Regions from separate parts of the Columba livia genome. Here region 2 is linked to region 1. The links are chromatin contacts, called in public Hi-C maps. All regions are on one chromosome and are shown on one strand. Each heading gives the region's core, a stretch centred on a gene start, on an enhancer-like site or on the middle of the called end of the contact. The rest is flanking DNA. Distances are from core to core; before and after follow the strand shown.

Region 1 (5,714 bases), core at 1,391-3,890:
TGGTGGGAAAGATGGACTCTAGGAAAAGATTCTGTCCATCCTGCCCAGCTCAGGAGGGTAACAAATACAAAACGGGCCTGTTGAGGGATGGCTTACTTGGAATGTCATATAAATCCACGATGAGCAGGGAGGGAAGTGTTGTCAGTGTACACTGACAGCAGTTATAGCAGTTCTAGTGTTCAACTGTACACAGCAACAGATCAGTACATCTCTAATTATTATTTGTCTAGCTGGCTAAGCAGCACAGCATTTAGAACCTAATTTGTTGTATAATTTAGTTTTAATTGAGTCTCCTATCCACACAGGACTCGTTAAGCTAGCTGTGTGTTTCACTTGCTGTCTTTTTACATGGATACTCCGGGAGAGCTGCAAGAGCCGAACCAATCATTTGCTTGCACTCTGCTATCGCCAAGGTGCACTAATTCCTTGGTGTGATTGCAGAAGGGTCTCTCGACAGGAATATTTGGAAAATATGTTTCCTCAATGCCACAATAAAACAAAACAACTTCCTCCCTCGGCCAATGCTATAGTTTACACAAAAGATTTGGCTGTTGGGCTTTCAGTTGCATGTCCCATGTGCTGGCATCTTCCTCTGCCACTCAGAGATAACAATTATTAGTCACCATGAGCAGTAACAAAAATGATGCACTGTGATAACTCTTTTGAGTGGTTCTAACTTCCACTGGTGTGCCTCTCCTCGAAAATGTAAAAGGTACTAGTCGTCAGTGAGGCCCGAGTCGAAAATAAGCAGGGTATTTTATAGATGAATCATTTTGGAGGAATTCAGACAGTCAGGCCTCAAAGAAATATATATTTTTTAGTATTATTACTAAGGGAAGTGTTATGGACTAAGGTAAATAATGCAAAGCTCTTAAGTACTTTCCTTCATTTTGACTTACAAACGTGCTTACATTTCCTCCTCAACTGGGGCCCATGCGACTGAGAACTGTGAAAGCAATACTGTCCATTAGGTATCAGCTAAAAGTGCAGATCCAAAACACTTTTGTATTTGAACAGTTTTGCATGTATCAGTAGCCCATGCAGCTCTCTTGCACAGGTTGGTATCACTGTGAGATTCCCGTGGCCAAGGGAATCTACAGGGTTTCCAGGAAGGGTTAAGACAAAAGCAAAATCTGAGAGCCCGAGCCTGTGAACCAAGTAGGAGCATCAAAGCCAAGAACTGCAAATGGTTTTGTTTTCAGTGTTTTGTTCCTGTTTTTATGCCTTGTGACTTAATCCAAACTTCAAAATAATTTGAGTGAAAAAGAAATACAAGTTCACTGTCTCTGTACACATTACACAACTAACTTAACAAGCTAATCAGCAACCAGCAGGGAGATCCAGGAGAGCTCAGCTTCTTCCTGATTCGTTTTGATGAAAATAAAACTGTTTGACTTCTTCAAATGAATATGATAAAGGAATTATCAACTAGATGGTTGCTACTGATATTGTGCACAAGGACAACAATTTGTTTGCCTAACAAGCCACTCTATATGGAATGGTAATTGGTAATCTTTTTAGATTATGGTACAAGTGGTAAAAATGTCCCAGCAGATCAACAAATGGGTAGGAAGTGATAATGCTTCATGCGAGGGGGAAAGGACCACCAAATTTCAGGTGTTGATGTTACGGATAGCCTTTGGGGGGTCGGACATGTTAGCCGATTTGGGTGTGGTTGTGGAATCCTCCAAAGGTCAGATTAAGGAAGGAAAGACTGATGTCTTTCAGCAGACCAAGAGGAAGCAGCTGCAACCATTTGGACACATCTGGCAGGGAAAGGTGGCTGCCAGGCGAACTGGCCGCCTGGGGTGACCCGGCTGCGGGGTGAAGGCAGCAGGGAGCGCGGGATGGGGAGAGATGGTGCCGCTCGGCGGGACTTCAGATCGGCCTGAGGTTCTGGCCAGTTTAGCTCTGTGAGGCGGCGCCCAGGGAGGCCAGGACGACGGAGCGGGGATGCGATGGCTCCTCAGCGGCCAGGGCTGCGGGGGGCACAGGCCCTGCGGACCCCGCCAGCACAGGGGGAACTGAGGAGACCTTTTCACTTACTGTTTGGGGATATTTGACGTCAGTTTGGGTCTTTTTTTAGCTAGTTTCCAACGACTGTAGAAGAGGGCACTGCAATTAGGTGGTTGTTGGAGTAACAAAGAGCAAAGTGACAATTCTTAAGGTACAGTAAGCTCTGTTGCCCACTCTCGTCCCCAGTAACTGAAGGTTTTGCTTTGTAAGAAACTCCTCTGATTACATGTGGGGCTGCCCCTTCAGGGCACGAACCCACGTGAACGGGCATTGATCTTGCCTCGGTGTGAACTTTCTTTCTCAAGCATGTCCCTGGAATAACAAGTATGCTTTTATGTAACCGCTGCTGGCAAACTAATAACTCTTCAACATCGAAGAGTTAAACAACAATTATTTTTTACCCTAAGTGACAAAAGAGCTCCGCCGGCACACACAACTGCTGTGAGGCGCTCCATCCGCCCGCAACAAACATGGCGGCGAGCGCCTTGTCCAGCTTCCGAGCCAGCCCACACCCAAGATGTCCGCTGAGGAATCTCCTGTGCCCAAACCTCGCTACCGCCCTGTGTACAGCGGTACGCCTCGGCCTCCCCGGAAAATGCGACGCTCTAGCTCCCATGCCTCGATGGTGGGCACCGGAAGGTCCGCCTCTCCCCCTAGTGCGTTATCTATGGCCGCCTCCAATGGCAGGCCTGGCCCTGCCCAGTCCGGATCAGCTGATGGTGGCAATGCCTGGTGACAGGAGCCGCCTCGGCCGCGGGACGGGGTGTAAGGGCCGGCGCCGAGGGGAGGGGGCGGGCGTAGGCGGCTGCAGGCGGCCGGGGAGGGGATGTGGGGGGCGCGGCGTCCCCTGCCCTTCCCTCGCCGCTCCTCTCCGCCGGGGGAGCGGGGCCCGCTGGGGGCGGAAAGTTGGGGAGAGAAGTAAGCGGAGGGCCGGAGGGAGCCCGCCCCAGCCCGCTGCCCCTCGGGCGTGGAGCGGCCGGGTGGGCTGGAGCCGAAGGGAAGCGGGAGGGCTGGCTGCGGGGGGGCGGGTGGCCTAGGGGGAGGGCTTTCCAACGCCACACAAAAGGAAGCGGGCAGGGCAGGAGCCGGGAGAGCCTCTGGGGGTGTGAGGGGCTGCGGGGCCCGGCTCCGGGGAGGCGGCTGCCGGCCCAGAGCGAGCCCTCTCCCCGGGTGCTGTGCGATGCTGGGGTTTGGGTTCGCTTTGTTTGTTTTTGTCAGATGTGAATCCAGATGGAGCGCTCGGAAGGAGGCGAACAGAGCCAGCAGCAGCAGCCCTGGGGGAGGCTCGTTCGGCTGGGTGCTGAGCAGGCAGAGCCGCACGTCTTGCTGCTGAAAAGAGAATGGACGATTGGTCGGAGGAAAGGTGGGAGAGGGGCGCGCTGCGCTGGCCTAGGGCGGTGTTTGGGGGACAGCGGCGGTTCCCCTCCTGGCCTTTAAAGCGCTAGAAGGTGGATGAAGTTGGGTGTTGTGCTTCCAGCTGTTGGAGGTGTTTGCCAGATTGCTAATTTACCTCTTGACTCTGTGTGAAGAGGAAGTTTTAGACAGACCTTTTCTTACCAGCTTGTTACATGTGCCTTTTTAAAAGTCAATATGGCTTTTGGGTTCTCTGTGGCAGTTTACACAAATAAGAAAAAAAAAGATTGTTCGCTCACAAGCGTTTCTGTTTATTAGTCCTGTTTATGTTCTCGTTTAGTTTCTGTGGTTAACATAAGTTGGAACTGCCATGCAAAATACTTGTGCGTCACGGAAAACACCCACATAAAAGCCCTTAATTTTTCTGGTGGTATAAAGATTGCTAACAAGTACCAAAAGTTTTTCTGGGATTTGAAAGCTTAATTCTCAGAGACTAGGGCTATCGCTACTTGCTTTTATTTTAAAGGGTTTCATGCTTACTGTATTTTAAATGATTGTCTTAGTGGGTTGCTCTTTTTTTTTCATTCTGCCCTGGCAGCACCGGTTTTCTGTTTCCTGTTGATCAGTTCAAGCTGTTTGATTGAGCAGTCACATTTTGTAAACAGTCTTGAACAAACACCAGATGCTATAGCTCCATGAGAAATTCACATAATGTATTGTAAGAAAAATATTTTGCTTATTGGCATTTGGTAATATACATTTAGATTGCTTAACATTGTCTAAGCTGTGGATAGATTCTGTAAATTGAGGTCTAGTTGAGGGTTGTCTTGCAGAAAAAGATTTTTTTGCAGGTTCTATTGCTTTCGTAACTGTTTGCTAATGGATTAATAAAATAAGTGGTTACAAGTATACCAAGCTTTGGGTCACAAGTATTACTTAGCAAATCTTCAGGAGCATTAGAAATGCACCTTGTCGTTCACGCTCCCATATGAACGTCCAGCTCTGTAGAATACAATGGAAGTGTTGGCAGGCTCCTGAATAAAGTGTAGTCGACTCGCTTTCAGGGGGTTCCTGGCGTCACAAGCTGTGTGGCGGCGGTGAGCGCTGTGGCTGTTGATTGTTCCTTGAATATGAGGAGCAGACTGGTGACAAACAGTCACCAGCATATGCAGTGGTGGTGACTTTCCTTCTGGGCGCGTTGTTCTTGCAGGCTGTGATACAGCGCACAGACAGTGTGAATAGGTGGAAGTCAATCATGTTTGTTGATTATAACTTTTGTGTAAGCAAATACTTTGAGTTATTTGTTAGTGTAATAGCACTGTCAACAGAGATAAGGAAAAATTTCCTATTTAAAAACAAACAAAAGGAAAAGACTTTAACATAAAACAGTGATACTCATATTTATCAGCCTTTCATTCTTACTACTTTGCCCCAATACACTGGGATGAGGCAGAAATTAAATCCCATGAAGCAGTGTTACAATGATGTGGAAAAAGAGCTGGGTGCCGTGTGATGAATGCCTCTAGAGTTTGGATTGACCACTTCAAATATGTGTGAATTTATCTCTGTACCACTCTAGAACAGGGTAATTATAATTTGGTTTCTATCTGCAAGGGCTAGGATTGCGGGGAAAAAAGGGATGTAAAACATCTTGAAATGGTTGAAATCAGATTATATCAGCACATGGGGCTATGGCACTGCTTGTATTTCTGTATCACATACTAGACTGTGGTGCTGCTTGTGTGCCAGTAGAAGTTTGAACTATTGCAGATGTATGTGAGTCAGTTTGTTGTGCATTTATAGCCATGTAGAATGCTGATCTGTCTGTGTAATGTGTATTTTTAAGCATGCTGGAAAATATGCTTTCTTTTTAAGGTTGTGACTTATCTTTCCCTGGCAACAAGTTGGTGTCTGGAGATCACTGTAAAATCATAGTGGATGAAGAATCTGGCCAGGTGTCACTGGAAGATACAAGGTTGGTTCTTCGGTGGACTTGTACTCTTCTTTGTAGTTTGTGAAGTAAAAGCTTGTGTGTTGCTCAAGGCATCAGTAGTCAATCCTTCTCTTTTTTTTTTTTTTTTTCTTTCCTCCCTCTATTTTTATGTCTCCATGTGGGTTTTTTTTTGTCTCTTTCTAAATATTTTTTCTCTATGAAGGATTTCATAGTTTATTGGATGAAAAATACTGTTGATCTAATAGTTCTTTAGACTTGCGAAAAAAGTGATGCCAGCATTCTAAAAGCTCTAAGCATGAGTGTGGCTTATTTCAGGCACTTGTGTGGGGAAGGAAAATACCTGCAGTGATGATCTCAAAGCATGAAAGAGTTGTTGAGTAACAATTTGTAC
Region 2 (5,342 bases), core at 1,101-3,600, 140 kb before region 1:
AGAGTTCTGAGTGGCTTAGCAGATATCCCACATTGTCCAGGATATCACTCCAGTCATATCTTCACTGCAGTGAATACCAAGGCTTTGAAAGGCATCTATTTATTTAGTTGTTTCATGCAACCAACAAGGCTTCAGAGCCATCCCTGAATGGTATCAGTTCTAGTGAGAACTATGTCATAGCTATGGAGACTTTAAATAATCACGTGCTTTCTGGAGTGCAGTTTTCAGATTTGAGTTATTAAACTTCTGGTTTCCTTAGGAAAACGCCTCCCCTTCCATCCCGCTTCCATGCCCCTGGCCCGGGGCTGGACTGTCTAGGGGATGGCGTAATGTTTGCTGCGTTTTGCTTTGACAAGCGGCTGACTGCCGCTCGGAGCCGCGGGCTTTGCTGTGCGCCGGGGACAGCAGGCTCCTTGGCTTCCTTGCTGAGAATGTTTGTTCAAATGCAGCAAGTCCGTTCTCCAGTGTTGTCTTTGCAAAATGTGAATGGTTGAGCCTTTTGATGTTTGTATTTACAGTGTTTTCACATCTGGATGTCATTTGTGACACAGGCTCTCCTCCTTTTCCTATCCCTGTGTCTTCCTGTAAAATTCATTTGGAACGTACAAGCTCATGTAGCTTTAATGTGTGGTAGTCGGCCAATGTATTTAGCAGGCCTGTAGTGGGCCAGTAAAGAGGTACCTTGGGTCACGCTGTACGCTCTTGTAAATTTATCCCAAATTAACCCTGATTGGCATCCAGCTCCCCTGCTGTAAAGATACAGATGTGCGCACTCTCCAACATCTGCTGTTCCATGAGGAGCTGTGCCATAAATCCACGAGCGCCGGTGACCTGCAGGCCGGGCTGAGGGTCTGGGGCTGATCCGCTGCTGTGCTCGGCAGCCGGGAGAGCTCACCGCGACCGGCGCCCGCGCGTGCTGCTGGCGGACGGGCAGCTCCGTCCTTGCCTTTTCACATGAAAACCCTGTTGGCGTTGCAAGAGGGTGTTCTTCTCTCTGCGCAACGCCAAGGTACGGCCTCTGGTGTAAATCCTTCGTGTGGCTCCCCGTTTCCTGCAAGCAGTTTGAATATCCTCGCCCAACAGGTTTCTTTGGGGCTTGTATTAATTCAGCCGCATCTTTTAAAATGCAAACTTGGGCATGGCGGAGCGGGCTCTTTCGGCTGCCTTTACTTGCGGAGGAAAGCAGGGGAAAGAGATCAGTCAGAACAGCAGAGCGTCGCTGCAGTCCTGCAGCCAGCCCGGATGCAGAAAGAAAAACATACCCATCAATTTCTAAATGTCAGCAGGGATCCCCTGGAAATTATTTATTGCATCTGCTGTCGTATTTAATGATTTAACAATATACTAATAATCATAATATATTAACTTTGTGTAGTGATATACCAATCAATATAAAATGATGAACACATCTAGTGGGTTTAATAGTATACAGATGTTTACTGCCTTTCTCCCTGAAGATTTTCAGATAATGTCTCAAGGCCGGCCGAAAACCGCACGCGGGAGGTTCCCGTCCCCCCCCGGGAGGCAGTCGCGGTGCTGGGACACGTGCGAACGCCCCAGACGCAGCAGAGCGGCCGTTGCGGGGCGGGCGGTGCGAGCGCGGCGCCCTGGGGGCTGCGTGCAGGGCTGCGGCAGCCGGGGCAGGGGCTCGCCCGGCCCGTGAGCCGCGTCTGCTGCGGGCGCCGACCCGGCGTGTCAGGCAGCGTGGATCCTCGGCCCCTGTGGCCATTGATTAACCGTTTATTAAAGCACCTGTGAATCACTGCGATAGTAATTATATTTTAAATATACCATCTAAAAACTGTTTTGCAATGTGAAGGTTAATCATGATTAAACATTTCCTTTGCTTTCTCTTCGCCCTCTGCCTGGATCCAAATCTCCTGGGGGTCTGGATGCATCTTAGCGACACAAGGCTGCAACTGACAGGGAAATAGAGGGAAGGGAGCCCAACCTCAGCCCATCAAAAGGATGGGGTGGGGAAGGAAGCGTGCACACGCATGCACACATGCACACCATGCGTGCACACGCACACACACCCGTGTGTGCAGAGGGTGTTAACACACTCCATGGTCTTTCTGACCATGTGTGCGCACACAGACTGCATGCGGAGACCACACACCCCATGCACACACCACCACCGTGAGTGCACAGATACGGGCTGTGGCATGCACGCACACCCCACACACACACACACGTGCTGCACACACCATGTATGCACATTGTATGTACACCTCGGCCACACGCATCGATAGGCTGTGCATGCACACGCTGTGCACACACTGACTGTTCCTAGGGACACAGGTCACGCCGGGCCCGCACAGACACACGCACGGACACAGACACGGGCACATGCACGGACACATGCACGGACACAGACACGGACACACGCACGGACCCACGGACACATGCACGGACACACACACGGACACACGGACACACACACGGACACACACACGGACACACGCACGGACACACGCACGGACGCGCGCGCGCGCAGACCGCGCGCCCCCGCTCCGGGCCCGCCTGCACGCGCTGCCCCGGCGGCCGGTCCCGCGCGTGCCCCGCGGCGGGGCGGGGCAGGCGGGCGCGCGCCGCGGATCCGCGTCTCGTGGCTGGATTGGTCTCGCCTGGCGGCGGGCGGCGCGGGGCGGGCGCGCGGGGGCCGCGCGGAGCAGTCGCGCCGCGGAGCCGCGGGGAGCGGCAGCGCCGAGCGGAGCGGAGCGGAACGGGGAGCGGAGCGGAGCGGAGCGGCCTCGGCGCGGTGCCGGCTCTCCATGTTTGGGAATAATGGCTACCGAGGCGTGAACCACAAAAAGAAAGAGAGAAAGAAATCCGCCGCCGCGGGAACCCCCTGGATGGGGCCGGGCTGGGGCTGCCTGCGGCGCTGATCTTTCCCCGTTCTCTCGCTCGTCGGATGCCGGCCGGAGCCGCCTGGGTCGCTTTCTTTTTTGCTTTGTTGCCTTTTTTTGGTGTGCGTCTGTGGGCTTTTCGCCCCCTCGCGTGATTTTTCTCCCCGCCGTGGCCCCGCGGGTGATGGACCCGTAGTGCCGGCTGCGCGGCGGCTCCGGGGCTGAGCGGGCGGCGGGGACGCAGCTCGCCGGGCCGAGGCGGAGGGGGCGCAAACTTTGAGCCCCGGGTTCGGCCAGGGGAAAAAAAACAAAACAAAACCGAACAAAACACAAGGGAGGAAAAAAAAAAAGGAGAAGAGGCGCGCTGCCTGCACCCCCGAGAGAGCGAAGGAAGAGGAGCGAGCGGCGGCGACTGCGGCGGGAGGAGGCGGAGGCGCCGCGGCGGGGGCCGGCGGGACCCCCGGGGCACCTCCGGGCCGGGCGCCGCGTTGTGCCGCTGCCGGGGGGGCCCGAGCGGCTCCGCTCCGCGCCCGCGGGGGCCGCTCGGCCTCGCCTTGTGGATTATCCGGCGGGGGCCCGGTTCGCCGGCGGGGCTCGCCATGGTCTGCGCGCCGCACGGTAAGTAGCGGACCCCCCACCCGCGGCGGGGGCTTCTCTTCCCCTCCCCGACCCGTTTTTCAGCCGGGCTGCCGGAGCCGGGGAGTTCGGTGGCTTTGTGGTCAGACGGGAGAAGGAAAGACGGAAATCGCCGCGTTTTCCGCCCGGCGCGATGGTTGTGTGCGTGCGGTTTTTTTGTCTTTTTTGTGTGTGTGTCTGTCTCGGTGCAGTCGACGAGGTGGTTTGATTTTTCCGGCCGCGCCGTTTGCTCGCTGCCAGCCCCGCCTCCCCAGCCCCGTTCTCTTTTCGGCGGTGATTCGCGTCCCTTGTTCCGAAGAGGTGCTGAGGTACGGCGGAGAGACAGAAGCCGGCCCTTAGCATCCCCGCCCGCGAACCCAGGAGCTCCCCGTACGGGTTTAAGGAGAAGGGATTTTGAGCGGGGGAGACTGGGCGTGTTTAAATAAAATAATAGACGTAACAGCGAGGAGCTGCCGGGATGCGATGTGCTCCCCAAGCTGCCTTTTTTCCACCCGATTTCGCACGTTCCTCTAGTGCGACTGCATCCCTCTTGCCGCCCCCTCGCCCCTGCTTCCAGGAGGGGGTGCAAGGAAACGATGAACATTGAACCGCTGCCGCCCTGGGGCAGCAGGGCCCGAGCCGGGGCTCTGCCGGGGCGCTCGCTGCGGGACGGGGGCGAGATTTCTCTGGGATTGCTGGCGATAAAAGCGGTCACGAACTTAAAAATCTGTAGCCGGCGGTTAACCCCTTCGGTGCAGGCCAGAGCACTTCTAGTCACACAGAATAACGAGTCTTAAAAGGGTCTTCGTGGGTTTTTTTTCCCATGTGTGTTTTTGGCGTGAGAAATGACCCGCTGGGGTCCCGCCGGGCCGGCTGCCCGGGCCTGTGCGCGTCCCCGCGGCTGCTCTGCCCGGCCCGAGGGGAAATTAAACCTGGTGTGCTTAGCAGTGACGAAACTGGGGGGGAGCGAAGTAAAATTTCCAGGTCACTGGTTAACTAAGAATGGTTTGGAAGAAAGGCTCGAGAATAAGATGAGAACAGAACGAAGGAAAGAGGGACCTTTTCAAATGGCAAAGGCTTGTAGGTCTTTCTGATATTTAAACTGGTTTTTAGGCATGTAAAATCTTCTTGAAGTTGCACATTTTTCTCAGGAGGCTGCTTGCTAGCTCATCTTCTCAAGGCATGTCCTGGTTTTTGTAACATTACAGTATCTGAGGTCCTTTTAACCTAATTCTGTATCAAAGATAATTTCTTGTTATGTAAGTTACTGTTCTGAGTGATTGCTTTGGGTCGTGGAGATCGTCCTCAACCACTCTCCTCTGTGCCAGAAACTGCAATTATTTACTTTGTTATCAATTCTCAAAATCAAGCCTCGCTCACCTGGGAGAGGTTGCTGCGGTATTACAGCAAAGCAGAGCCTCCCCATTCATCTTCCTAAAGAGTTAAATCTCTGGTCATCCCTGATCAGAAGTTACTTCAGAGGTTTATGTTTATGGATAAATCCGATTTTCCCTGCATACAGACTTACAAGGACGAGCTGCTTGCTTGTACACAGCATTAACTTCGACAAGCAGCAGACTTCTAATGCTCTCTTCAGGAATGTTCTTTGCTGACAAGTCCCCTAAAGCCGCCCTGTGCTAAAGCCAAAAGGCAGCAGCTTCGGCTGCCTGATTAATCCTGTAAAACGAGCAGTGTTTTGTTTAGTTGGATGTTGAGTTTTCGCTAGTGCAGAGTGATTTTTTTAGGTTTACTTTGTTTCGAAGGTGGGTTATTCTGAGCGAAACCTTAAGCCCTGTTTATCAGCGAGGGGCAGCCTGTTCCCGCAGGCAGACGAGGGAGCGGAGCACGTCCCGGTGTTGCTGTGCCGGGCGTGCGGTG

The links. Hi-C and Micro-C count contacts between places; a contact is called where the count stands out from the background.
Region 2: a contact with region 1 is called in a Hi-C map of crop, with 2.1 times the contacts expected there. The contact joins the enhancer-like site here to the promoter of CHFR in region 1. A contact is called at or near these places in 2 of 2 Hi-C or Micro-C datasets (crop and liver).

What each region holds. Positions count from the first base shown.
Region 1 is chr17:282,243-287,956 of bColLiv1.pat.W.v2, reverse strand. CHFR (checkpoint with forkhead and ring finger domains) reads left to right here and starts at 2,640. Exons shown (of 17, transcript XM_065033280.1): 1 at 2,640-2,781; 2 at 3,235-3,379; 3 at 5,245-5,344. The coding sequence starts at 3,247.
Region 2 is chr17:419,714-425,055 of bColLiv1.pat.W.v2, reverse strand. All of the region lies in intron 5 of FBRSL1 (fibrosin like 1), which reads left to right. Among named protein-coding and RNA genes, the nearest start is that of CHFR, 140 kb to the right of the region's middle. Within about 2 kb of position 2,350, at least 2 of the 3 cell types and tissues checked have an H3K27ac peak away from gene starts, as active enhancers do.